Regions from separate parts of the Mus musculus genome. Here region 2 is linked to region 1. A link is a contact called in public HiChIP or PLAC-seq data. All regions are on one chromosome and are shown on one strand. The core of a region is the stretch at or near the end of the contact, and the rest is flanking DNA. Distances in the headings are between cores, read along the strand shown.

Region 1 (5,896 bases), core at 674-3,173:
AGCAAACAAGAGAGCAGCAGAGGGGGCCAGTGAGGCAGTAAGGGACGAGTCAGAAGCAGGACACCCACCCCACCTCCAGCTCTCTGTCCATCCCTGTGGTCTGCATCCCAATCTCTCAGTCTCCCAAGCCCCTGTGCCCCAGAGAGATTTGACTTCCTGGGTGAGATCCCTGATGGCCACTCCAGCCCTGAGGGGAGCAGCCTGGGAAGGGCACAGGGCACCCTGGGCCGTAAGTGGGGAGCAGGGTGCTAAGACATCAAAGGCAGCTTCCAGCTTGGCAGGGAGCCCACCCTCGGCAGTCCACAGATTAGGGAATAAGTTAGTTTAAGAGTCCAGGGTGAATCGAGATCTTTGGGCTCCCAGCTCAAGGTTCATCCTTGTTTAGAAGGCCAGAGCCTCTGAAGCTGCTGTAAGGAAGGCTGTGAAGTAGCTTGCTCTCTCAGTGAGCCTCTGCCGGCTTCTGGGCACCAAGAGGAAGAAAGAGCAGTGTGTGTGTGTGTGTGTGTGTGTGTGTGTGTGTGTGTGTGTTTGTGTGCGCGCGCGCACGCACAAGAGGAGCCACTGAGAACAGAGGCATCAAAGCGGATAAGGTCCTTTCCCTTCATTGAGGCTGAGGGGGGCTCCTTCAGTATCTGCTCTGGCCCCATCCCAGTCTTGCTCAAGGTAAACATTTATCTTATGATCAAGGGGACCAGTGACCTGACAGTGGGTATTGTATCTCGAGATACAATATACGTATGTGTCCATGTGTGCGTATATGTATCTCCAGATACAATATACGTATGTATCCATGTGTGTGTATATGTATCTCCAGATACAATATAGGTATGTGTCCATGTGTGTGTATATGTATCTCCAGATACAATATAGGTATGTGTCCATGTGTATGTGTGTGTATATGTATATTCAGATAAGCAAGTTGTGAAAACCCTGCAACAGTACAATTTCCTATTGGAAAATGAATAACAAAATAGTGTATACTTAAGGGGAAATAAGAAAAATTCTTAGGCTCTGTATATTTCTATAACACCTTCATGCTTCATTCCGCATGACCAGGGGTGTGGAGATGCACACCTGGAATCCCAGTATTGGACATGTGGAGGCCAGAGGATTGGGTGTTTAGGGCTAACTTCGGCTACATAGCAGGTTCAAAGTCAGGCTGGGTTAGATGAGACGATATTCTCCTAACCCCAATAGAAACAGATAGTTTCTAAGAACAGGGGGTACCACTTATGTCCAGCCTCTTCTTTTCCATTTTTCCAAAACAGCCAGTGTATGCCTCTGTGTGAGGCATCTTTTGTATCATAAAAGATAATTAATTATTAAAGAGTGTGCATCATCAATTATTAAATCCTGTCAGGTAAGTTTAAATTTAGTTTGAAGACTGTAGATGAAAGTGTTGTCCCCCAACTTTGCACGTGTAACTCGGGTGTCACTCTAGGAAGAAAGGGGAGAAGGAAATGGTGTGATTTTGGCTTGTTTCTGCGACTGTGTGATGCTTAGCCCCGAGCCACCACCTGTTTGTGATAAAGACAGCGCTTTCAATATCTTCTAGTTTTGGAAAACGAGTCGCCGATACTGTGAGAAAAGGAGGCTGAGCCACAACACGAAGACACATTTCCAGGATGCTGACAGAAAGAGGAGGGAGAGAGTAACCAAGGTGGCTTCCCAAAGGAGGCGTCCTGGAGCAAGGCCAGGAAGAGGTTGGTTTGGGAAAGGGCAGCAGACAGAGGGCAGGACCACAGAGGACCCGGCTTGAGTGAGCCAGGCTACCCCATCATGCTTTTTCTGAAACAGGCTGGGGTCCCCGCCCCTGCGGTGGCCCTGAGCTCTGGGGAAGCCCAACCTACTTCAGTTTTGGACTCTGCCCAGGAATTTCCACAGAAGTGAACAGGCCAAAGCCCAAGCAGGTTGGACCCAGCCCTCCCACAGCAACCTGTGCTTCAGTCAGTCAGTTCTTAACAGTCAATCCCTCCTGACGCTGCCTTCTCACTACAAATCTGTGAGTAGTGTGGGCTCCTCTCCTCTCCGTACAGCAGTGAATGCGAGTGCCCAGGTAGCAGGCATCCCCCAGCCCTGGCTGCATGCTCCACATGCCCTCTGAGGGTCTGTGTCTGGGGAAGATCTGCTTAGCCAGCTGCTGTTGAGTAGGGAAGGCCTAAGGTGTGGGCAAGAGAGGGACCGCAGTGGGGAAACGGGAGTTTGGGCTCTCATTTGCAGGTGAGCTAACATCTAAAAGCAGCTTCACTGAGAATGAGGAATGTTCGGTTTTGAGTGGAACAGTCCTGGGTAGCGCTGGCTTCAAGATGGATGAAATGAGCACTTCCTCCCCTGCCAATGATTTTCACCGGTTGTAGGAAGTAAAGATAACTAAGGGCTCTTTTCTGAGCCGTGCCCACACCAGTGCCTACGCCATCCCCTCTTTCCCTTCCTGGTGACTGGTGACTAAGGGACAGTTCACTGTTGGAGCTTACAAGGACTTGCATCTCCCAGGATCAGGAGAGAGGGCAGAAAGGGTGTCTCTCCCACTCTCCCCTTCTCTCTCCCTCTCCCTTTCCCCTCCCCCTCGCCCTCCCTCTCTGGTTCCTTTTCTCTCTCCTGGCCCTCCTTTCGGCTGTGGACCCTCTGTGACATCTTTGTCTTTCAGCTGAAGAGCCTAGCACATGGCAGACGACACACCGAGGCAACGAGAGTCCATTTCCCTCACACCTGTGGCCCATGGCCTGGAGAACATGGGGGCCGAGTTCCTGGAAATAATGGTCTGTCCTCTTCCCCTATAGCACCTCCTCAGCCTGACTGGCATCTCACAGGGGTGTGGGGTGGTGTGGGGCTCAGCTTGATTGGCATCTCACTAGGTGGGGTGGCTCAGTTTGACTAGCAGCTCATAGTGGGAGGGCCCCTCAGCTTGACTGGCAGCTATGGGCTGGGGGACTGTGTGTTTCACTCTGTGCTCTGAGCTCTGCTTGTGTAGTACCTCCCCAGCACAAAGCACCCCCTTTATTTCACCCCTTAAACATGTTCTGAGTACCCACTGTGTGATGTACCCACTGTGTGCTGTCAGCAAAGGTCCCAGGAGGGAAGAACATCTGGTCTACAAGATGAGAGGGGAAGCAGATGATGGGGTGGGGTGTCCTTGGCATTTAAAGAACTTGCCATCTTGTCTTGGCTCCCCAAAGGCCAAGCAGAGGACTGAAAAGCTTGACATGATACCTTCTGCCCTCCCTCCCTTCCCTAACAAGGCTCCCTCTTCTTTACCAAGTGCCCCCTAGCCCCCTACTTGGACAGTGCAGTAAGAAGTGCCCTGGAGTCATGCAGTGGGGCGGGCCTGCCTGGGATCTTCCTTAAGGGTTTCCTTCGGGTCTCCAGGAAGCCAGAGTGAAATGCTGAGGCAGGATATGTCTGTACATAGTAGATGCTCAATGCATGCATTGAAGAATTTAATTAAGAGGCACCCCATTTCCCATGCAGCAGTCCAGTCTCTATCTCAGTCTTCTCATGAGGTGCTTGTGTGTGCATGGGGCTGCCAGGGTCTTCCTTATCTCCGTGCTCTTCAGCCATAGTTGTCCCTTGGTGGGAAGGCTGACCCTGACTGCTCCCTGTCGGCTTTAGGAGGAAGGCCAGCTCCCACACAGGCACTCAAGCCTGCCAGAGGGTGGAGGCAGCAGGAGCAAAGCAGTGTGGAAACCCTTCTCCCGATGGTAGGTGATGTCTGTGAGGGCATGGGGAAAGCTGATGGAAGCCTGGCCAAGGGAAGTCAAGGGTTGAGCCAGGCCAGGTGCTGGTACCCAGCCAGGATGTAACCCAACACAGACACAGGGCTTCTCAGGCCTCCCTGCAACCTCCCTCATTTGCCTACTACCCCATTCAGTTGTTGAGCTGCTTTGTGAACTCCGGGGCTCAGTTTGTAGCACTCCTGGACCAGGCCAGACTCCCCACTTTACACAGAGGTGAAGGGACCAGCCCACAGGGTCTGGTGTGCGCCTAGAGGGTCCTGGCTGGCCGAATTCTGCTCTGAACAGAGCAGGAAGAACACTTCAAGGACAGGGTGTGATGGTGGTGGGACGTCTAGCTGTTTAGGGGGATTGGAGAAGATACACCTCCCCCACATGAGGATCCCTGGCAACAGTAGCAGAGGGTTGAATCTCCTGAGCAACCACTGTGCATCTACTAGTTGCTGGGCCAACAGGACCTTCGAGATTTGGGTAGCAGCCCTTCCTCTATGGACACACAAGTGACCAATGGACCCCAGGCCTAGAGTCCATTCTGGACATCGGAGGCAATGAGGATGGCCACCTGCATATTTTCACGTGTCCTTTCAGGCACTGAGGACTCAGATGATAAAGGTCCCTGTCCAAGGGGAGCCAATAGTTGAGAACTGCTTGGTCTTACTCAGTGGGCAGGTAGAAGCAAGGAGGAGGTTGGACAGCCATGAATCTGTCCTTCTGAATGGCCACAAGCCTCTACCTATTGGTTAGTTCCTTCTCTCACCCAAGATCAGAGGTGGCCCTGTAGAGTGACCTCAACCCCCAGCATGTGCAGAACCATGGCTGTGTCTTTGGACTGTGGTTGCTTTTCAGCCTTGTAAGGTAGCATGGACAACCCTGCCGTATTCCATTACCACTCTGGGAATATACTTGAGTAGCTTCTACCTGCAGGTTTTGGGGCTCCCCTCTGGGGTGAAAGTTTCGGTTGGGTACTTATGAGCCCCGGCCATCCTCTCCTCAGGAGGAGTCTGCAGCCGACTGTGCAAGCGAGAAGCCTCTGCAGGGAGCACTGGCAGCTGTTTGAGTGGATCAGCAAAGGCCTGCTCTCTACTGGTAAGCATGGCTCATCCTGTCTCACTCAGGAGACAGTTACTGCCCCCTCTGTTCTTTGTATCATGAAGCAGGCTCATCCACTCACCCAGTCAACCAAGAAAGTTTGCTGAGCACCAATTCAGCCAACTCAAGATAGGAGCTCAGGTCTCCTTCAAGCCAAACTAGAATCCATTCCCAAGTCCTTCCCCAGGACTAAGGGAAAAACCTAAAAGTGCTCACACAAAACAACAAGCCATCTATCTGGGAGGGTGTTCCTTTCAGGTCCATGGTCTTGGGTCACCTGGATAGAGGGGAGAGCAATGAGTATTGAGACCCTCCCAGACCCCACCCCTCAAAGCACAAAGGTCAGGGAGCAAAGGTGAAGACAATCAGGGTGTGGGCTTTGATAGCCTAGTGTAGCTGGGGCTAGGTTTCTGAAGGGTGCCCAGCCTGAGTCTCCTGAGACTGGAAGACTCCGAAAGGCCTGGTTATCAGGAGTGAGGAAGGTAGTTGATATACTCAGGAACTTGGATTTGACTCTGAAGTACAGAGATATCATGGATGGATTTAGACTGAGGTGTGTCCAGGTTGACATCACACTGCGAGACCAAAAAAATGGCTGCAGGAGAGACAGAGAAGTGAGTGAGGCCCCAGCATGTGTGAGGATAAAGTAAAGGACAGACTGGCTGAGAATGGAGGGAACGATCAGTGCTTGACGACCCTGGGCGGTGACCAGTGTACAGGATGGAGGAGGTCTTAGGTTAAGGCTGGCCCAGCTTCCTGCTTGGATGATGGGGACACAATGGTCCCTTCTACAGAGCACAGATGAAGGAGATAGTCTCCACAGGGAGAGAGAGATGGGAACCATTTGCTAGGGGTAGAACAGTCTAAGCCATGGGCAGGTGAAGTTGTTTCCAAAGGATGCTTGAAGAATGAATTGAGGAATAAGTCAAGGACAGCTACATGTAACGAACTCAAAAGCCAATGCCTTCCGAAAGGGAAGGGGAGGGATAAGGGCTGAGCACTGCCCACTGGCTTAGGGACAGGGATGTAAGAGGCTCATATCTAATGCTAAGAAAACAGAGGCAGGCCCATGTCTG
Region 2 (6,217 bases), core at 3,352-5,851, 230 kb after region 1:
CCTGCACAATCCACCATTGTCTCTAATGCCAAATAGACTGCACACAGGAATAAAATAGAAATAAGCCAGGTGTGGTGGTTCAGCTAGAGGCAGGCAAAGGCAAAGGCAAAGGCAGGCAGGGTTACCCGGTGAGACCATTAACACAGCCACAGAAGGAATAAGTAAGTGTACTGGTATATCTGAGGAGCTTACTTACCATGTGAGGCTAATTGAGGCAAATCATGATAGTGGTCCAACTGTTGTTAAGAGGGCCTGGACTCTGGGATTTGTTGAAAATTATAAAATGTTGAAAAAAATCAAAATATACTGTGTTCATAGATTGGCAAAAGAAGTGTGCTGGCAAGTTCTATGTCATCTAGACACAAACTAGAGTCATCTGAGAGAAGGGAGCCTCAATAGAGAAAAAGTCCCTGATGATGGTGGCACAGACCTACCTTCAATACCAGCACTTGGGAGGCAGAGGTAGGCAGATTGGAGTTTGAGGCTAGCCTGGTCTACAGAGATAGTTCCAGAACAGCCAGGACTATACAGAAAAACCCTGTCTCAAAAATTGAGAGAAACATGAGAACACGTGAGTAAGCACACCTATCATGGCTTCCTTCAGTGATTAAGATGTAGAAGTGTAAGCCAAATAAACCCCTTCTCAACTTGGTTTTGGTCACTGCTTCATCACAGCAACAAATCACAACTAAGATGGCCAACTTTGCCCTAACAGCCCCCTCATAACAGACTCATTCCAGCAGTAGCAGAAGCAGCCCCTGAAGCCCCAGATCTCAACATGGTTGCATAGGGGGTTAAGTTTCCAACATTGGAGACATAGTGGACTTCACATAGAAGACATAGCTTCATGATGTTCACTCCAACAATACTGCTAAGAACACAGTATTTCTTTTTTGAGGTCTACTATCTTCTAGGCTCCAACTCGGTCTTTCACCAAACTCAGAACCCCAGGGCTCCTCAACAGTCCATCTCTTCAATTCTGGATTACAAGTGCACACAGCCAAACCTGGGCTCCACGTGTGAGCTAGTGGCCCCAGCTTGGGTCTTTATGCTCAAGCACACCACCCATCGAGTAGCTGCCCAGCCCTTTCATTATTGGGGGTTGGGGCAGTTTTGAGAATCTCTAGCCCTGGATGTCAGATCCAACTGTTTGTCTCCCCCTAGTGCTGAAATTAAACATACCCAACAAAAGCCACTCTTAGCTCACAGGCAGCCAGCCCACCATGACAAGTGATTTGTTTTTAAACTTAATTGAGCATTTAATACGAAATGTGTGATAGAAATGTAAGATAGAATAAAAGATACAGGGCTTTCTTGATTACAAGTTTTATGCTAGCAAAGCTCATCTAGACTCAGTTTACAGTAGAGCCAGTTGTCAAGGGTCATGGATTCTATAGGGACCCTGCATCAACATATGTTCTCACCCCAGCACTGCTAACACAATTGTTTCTGGGGACACTCTGGAGTCTCTAAAGTAGACACTGCCATCTAGTTTATGCCAAGAGTGTTACCCTTACAAAGCACCCAGGAGCCAGCACCCCCATGCAAACCTTGAGCTCAGCATAGTGGCAAACCTGCTGAACACCTGCGGAGGCAACTCCCCCATGCTTGCTGAGTTTTCCTTACAGCTGCTCATCTGAGGGCAAAATCCCTTCTTATATGTTCTAGTAAAGGGAGTTATCAACAGATGCTATATGGGAGAAACAAAATATGTTCATGAGGTAGCCTAGCCTCAAATACTCAGAACTAATTACAAAGGCAAGTTTTCAATTCTAGGACTCAGAGTAAACATTAAAAACCTATCAGATTGAAAATGGTGTTCAATAGCAACATCTGTGGTGTTCAAGCAGGAAATGTCAAAGCCCCTAGCCAAGGAACAAAAACAGTCACGCCTACCTTACCCTAGTTGACACCATTGTCATTCAACTAGGCATGCTGACCCCAACAACCTTGCTTATCCAAGAAACTGAAGTTAACAGATAGCAAAACAGCTCTCCACCATGTCCTGAGAGCACAGTAGGACCTCCCTAAACCCTAGACTAGGTTTGTAAGTGTTCAGCCCTCCACCCGACCCTAACAGCAAGAACAATACAGACAAACTTGTTTTCAGGTTTATTGAAAATATGGCATAACAGATTAAACAGCTCCACGTGGTGTTTTGAAATTCATGCCAACTGTAGGCTGAGTGACCTGAAGGTTAGAGAGACTGCCAAAGTCCTGCAACAAAACAAGACACACGGTGAGCGGGCACTCTGCAACCCCAGCCCTTCAGCCAACAGACAGGGACTATCGGCCCCAGGAACTTTTCCAACACATACCCACCCGGCTAATGAACACTCCCCCTCCTACACCTAACTCTGATCCAACCTTCAAGCAGGTATTCCCTAGCCAGGACACACCAACAAACCCAAACCACTACAACAAAACCCTCGCCTGCCCTCCATAGCCAAGGATTCAGCACTCTTGTCACTACTCCCCAACTAAAGCCTAAAAGCCCATAAGCAGGTTCTTAGCATAGGTAAAGCTACAAAAGCAGCACACGGCACGGTCAGAGGGGCTCAGGGCTAGAGCCCCAAGAACATTCCCCAGCCTCAGTCAACACCTGAGAGGAAACCTAATGTACAAAGCACAAGGAGCGGAGGGTCAGGCCTGTCCCCAAGAACACTCAGTACCGGGAGCCCACCATGCTCTGGAGCCAAATGGTTTCAGAAGGCTGTGCTGAGAAAGACCAGCAGTGCTCCCAGCAAGCGTCAGCTGCTGTTTCACTGAGCCATGCGGGCACATGGGGAGAGTATCTGCTCACAATCACTAACAGCATGCTGGTCTCAGGCGCCTATCCCACCTTCTCATACTTATGCAAAAGAGCCAAGTCTCAGTCCGCTGAGATAAGCCACCCGTAAGATGGCTCAACTGTGACTAGCCCGACTACTGTAGAAATAACCAGGGAGGAAAGCAGGTAACAGCCAGAGCTGAAGGGGGCGGGGCAGGCCACAATTTAGGAGCCAGCCCCAAACAAGGAAAACACACCCCCGAATCATCACAGAACAAGCAGCTCCAGCCATTTAGAAACCAGATGTATTCAAGGATTCAGGCAACACTCACCAGGAGCTTCAGCATCTCCTTGGTGTCGGGATCCACCTCAATGATCTCCTGATCTAGGGCTGAGACCTGAGAGGGAAAGAATCAAGTTCAAATTATGAATGCGTGGGTTATCTTTCACCTCCTCTGCTCCCAACGCAACACATAACCTTAGCTGTCCTGGAAAGCACCATGTGGACCAGGCTGGCTTCGAGCTCAGACATCTGCCTCCCAAATGCTGAAACTAAAGCTGTGCACCACCACAGCCCACTTTATTCTTGTGTCAGAACCATCTAGTGTGCATTCAGAAAGCAGGGTTCACACTTGGATGTCAAGCTAACCACGTCGGGAGGCACTCTCACTGGGCTCCCATGTGAAAATGAATTTAGACCTCGCAGAGAAGCTCAAGGTCGGCTGATTACAGGCACCCTCGGCTGGGTGTGTTGGCCCACGCCTTTAATCCCAGCACTCAGAAGGCCGAGGTGGGTGGATCTCTCATCATTTTGAGGAAATAGATTAAGACTTCACTGACATCCAGCTGCGTTCCCACCTCAGGTGAGCCCCCAGGAAGAGGTGCAGAGGAAGACCCACAAATCTTACCTCAGGAACGTAGTTATCTCTCCTCTCTCTCTCTTCTTCCTGCAACTTGATAGAGATGCCTCTCACAGGCCCTCTCTGAATCCGCTTCATCAGATGCGTGACATAGCTACAAGCAATGCGAAACAGTGACCACCTCCCACCAGAACCGACTTTGTCTCTACATCAAGGTCGGTCTCACCATCGGAAAGACACACAGACACACACACAGCACTGTTCAGATGTCCACTCCTTACATCCTCACTCGCCGTCACCAGCCCTCCTCCGAATGTCATGTACCCCGACTGGTCTTATCCGTCGTACGGACACAACACTGCTATTTTTTTGCACAACACGGCCATAGTGGTAAAATGCGGGAAGCAGAGACCACAGCAGTAAGGTTTTGAGGCCGGAGCTCTGCCTTCAGCTACCGTAAGGAGCCCGAACTAAGACCACGTCGGCAAAACCCCACTGTGGCCAAGGCACACCTCCAGCCCTTCGGCGGGCCGTCTGGGGGGAGCGGAGGCACCGGCCCGGGCAGGCTCTCCGGCGGCCGCGGCCCCCACTCACCCGGCTATCTTGTTCCGAAGCTTCTTGCTGGGGATAATGGCGATCTCCTCGCACACGCGCTTGTTGGTGTGGAAGTCATTACCCAGACGCGTGTAGTACTTCTCGATGATGACCCGGGCAGCCTTCTTCACGGTCTTGGTGCGAACGCGGCCCTGAGGGTGGAGAGGGCAAAGTCACCGGGGAGCCCGCGCCTCCCGCGGAGGGGCCGCGGCGCGCACGACTTCATGCGGAAGCGCGCCAGGCCGCCGGTGACGGCGCCGGCCCCTCGCTGCGGACTTGAGGCCGCGACGAGCGGAGGATGGGCGAGGATTGAAAAGGACAGAGCCCTGGGAGCCAAACACCTACCATGTTGGCGGGTCTCGGTAAAAGAGGAAACAGGAAACACAAGAGAGGCCTATAAAGCGCGGCCAGAAAGCCGCTTCCGCCTGGCTCGCGAGAGTCCCACAGCGGCCCCTAGCGGAGTGGAGTGAGGCTGCCTGGCTGTGGGCGGGGCGAAAGTCTGCGCGTGCGCACGCCGGCAGCTCGGCCGTCTTGGTTTCCACTCCAAATAGTTCCGTGCTTCTCTTGGGCGTCCGGTGTGTTTTAATCTAGGAGTTACTTTGAGGTCCTGAGATGGAGCCTAAAGGAGGCCCGAGCTATGAAAGGCATAGTAGTAAACAGGGTCATCCCCGATTTCCACCCTACCCGCGCCTCTAGTCAGAGATTAGTAGGGTCTAGCCTAATTGGTGAGGTTCCTCTCATTTCCTGGTGTCACAGCAAACATCACCTAGAGTGGCTTTTCTTCTCATCCCAGCACAGTATTCCATTCGAGCTGCTCTTAAATGTCTGAGCACAATTACTTTTCTCAGCTAGGTTTGAGCTAAACAGGAAGGGCTAACCTCGAGTGCTTAAATCAGTGGCTGGCTCACAGAGAGGTCTCAAACACTTTTACCAACAAATTAGGATCTCAGTTAACTAGACTGTTCCCGATTAGTAGGGACACTATCTCCAACCTTCAGCTTCTTCCGGTTGTTCTGCCATAACCAAGCCCAAAGCAGGCTCTTACGCTACGACCCAGTGGCTTCATCTGTCCAGAGAGGGCCTTTCCTCCAGCTCTTTCCTGGGACAGGGTCCTGCGCTCAAACCTAAGGAGACCGTGCTGGCCACAGGGCATGTATCAAGGGGCCAAGGCTGTGCTTCATCCTTCAACTCATCTACGTCACTCTGGTTAGGTGAAGAGCTGAAAGTCCTTACTCTAAAAGTAGCTCATGGCGGGAGGAAAAAAGATGTCCTTGACCATGGACCCGGAAGAATACTGAAGAGACCAAAGGGTCTGTAATCCCTGGGGGTTGCATCGTACATTACCAGTGAATTCCCAATGAAGTGGAGGCCAGGCTCCAGATGCAAGACTAGACCTTACAGTCTTGCAGGAAGAGAACTCTTGGATTCTGAGGAGTAGTGAGTTTTTGCACCTTACAAGGATTTAAGTACCTAGGAGTCCCTCTCCCTCAGACTAGAGTTTCCCAAAGGACCAGTTCAGCATGCTGCCGTCTCCACTTGAAAAATCATCAGACCTGTCATGAAGCCATGGAGCCTGTTAGAAAAGCTAGTGTAAGGGCTGTGAAGAAACAAAGCACTGCAGCGTGTCCTGGTGCATACCTTAATCCCAGCACGTGGGATGAATGGTAGGCAGAATTCCTGAGCTTGAGGCCAGGCTGGCTTACATAAGGAGTTCCAGGACAAGGCCACAAAGAAAGACCCTGAATCAAAAAAGCAAAATAGTAACCACTCAGAAAGGAATTACATCAGCACAAGTGTGTCCAAGAGGAAGGAGGAACACGTCAGGGCTCACAGGAAAGCAGCCAGCAAATGGCTCCTGACATCTTGGGAGTTGTGCCTCTAGCATTCCTAGGGCTCCATGTGGAGGAGGCCTTGAGGGGCCAAGAAGTAAAATGTACAGGCAGGCCTCCTATTCTGATTGTAATCACCCAGGTACTAGACACTCCAGAGTGGC

The links. HiChIP or PLAC-seq counts read pairs in DNA pulled down with a chosen protein or histone mark.
Region 2: a contact with region 1 is called in an H3K27ac HiChIP or PLAC-seq map of embryonic stem cells, with 5 read pairs. The contact joins the promoter of Rps17 here to the promoter of Slc28a1 in region 1. A contact is called at or near these places in 3 of 39 promoter capture datasets (the HPC-7 cell line, embryonic stem cells and hematopoietic stem and progenitor cells), 3 of 115 datasets of contacts at active chromatin or transcription factors (the 230-238 cell line and embryonic stem cells) and 2 of 9 other capture datasets (adipose tissue and embryonic stem cells).

Annotation. Positions count from the first base shown.
Region 1 is chr7:81,112,876-81,118,771 of GRCm38.p6, forward strand. Slc28a1 (solute carrier family 28 (sodium-coupled nucleoside transporter), member 1) reads left to right here and starts at 1,924. Exons shown (of 18, transcript NM_001004184.3): 1 at 1,924-2,002; 2 at 2,648-2,759; 3 at 3,610-3,698; 4 at 4,726-4,817. The coding sequence starts at 2,664.
Region 2 is chr7:81,340,633-81,346,849 of GRCm38.p6, forward strand. Rps17 (ribosomal protein S17) reads right to left here and starts at 4,602. Exons shown (of 5, transcript NM_009092.3): 1 at 4,570-4,602; 2 at 4,225-4,376; 3 at 3,679-3,784; 4 at 3,103-3,168; 5 at 2,101-2,217. The coding sequence starts at 4,572. The coding sequence ends at 2,137.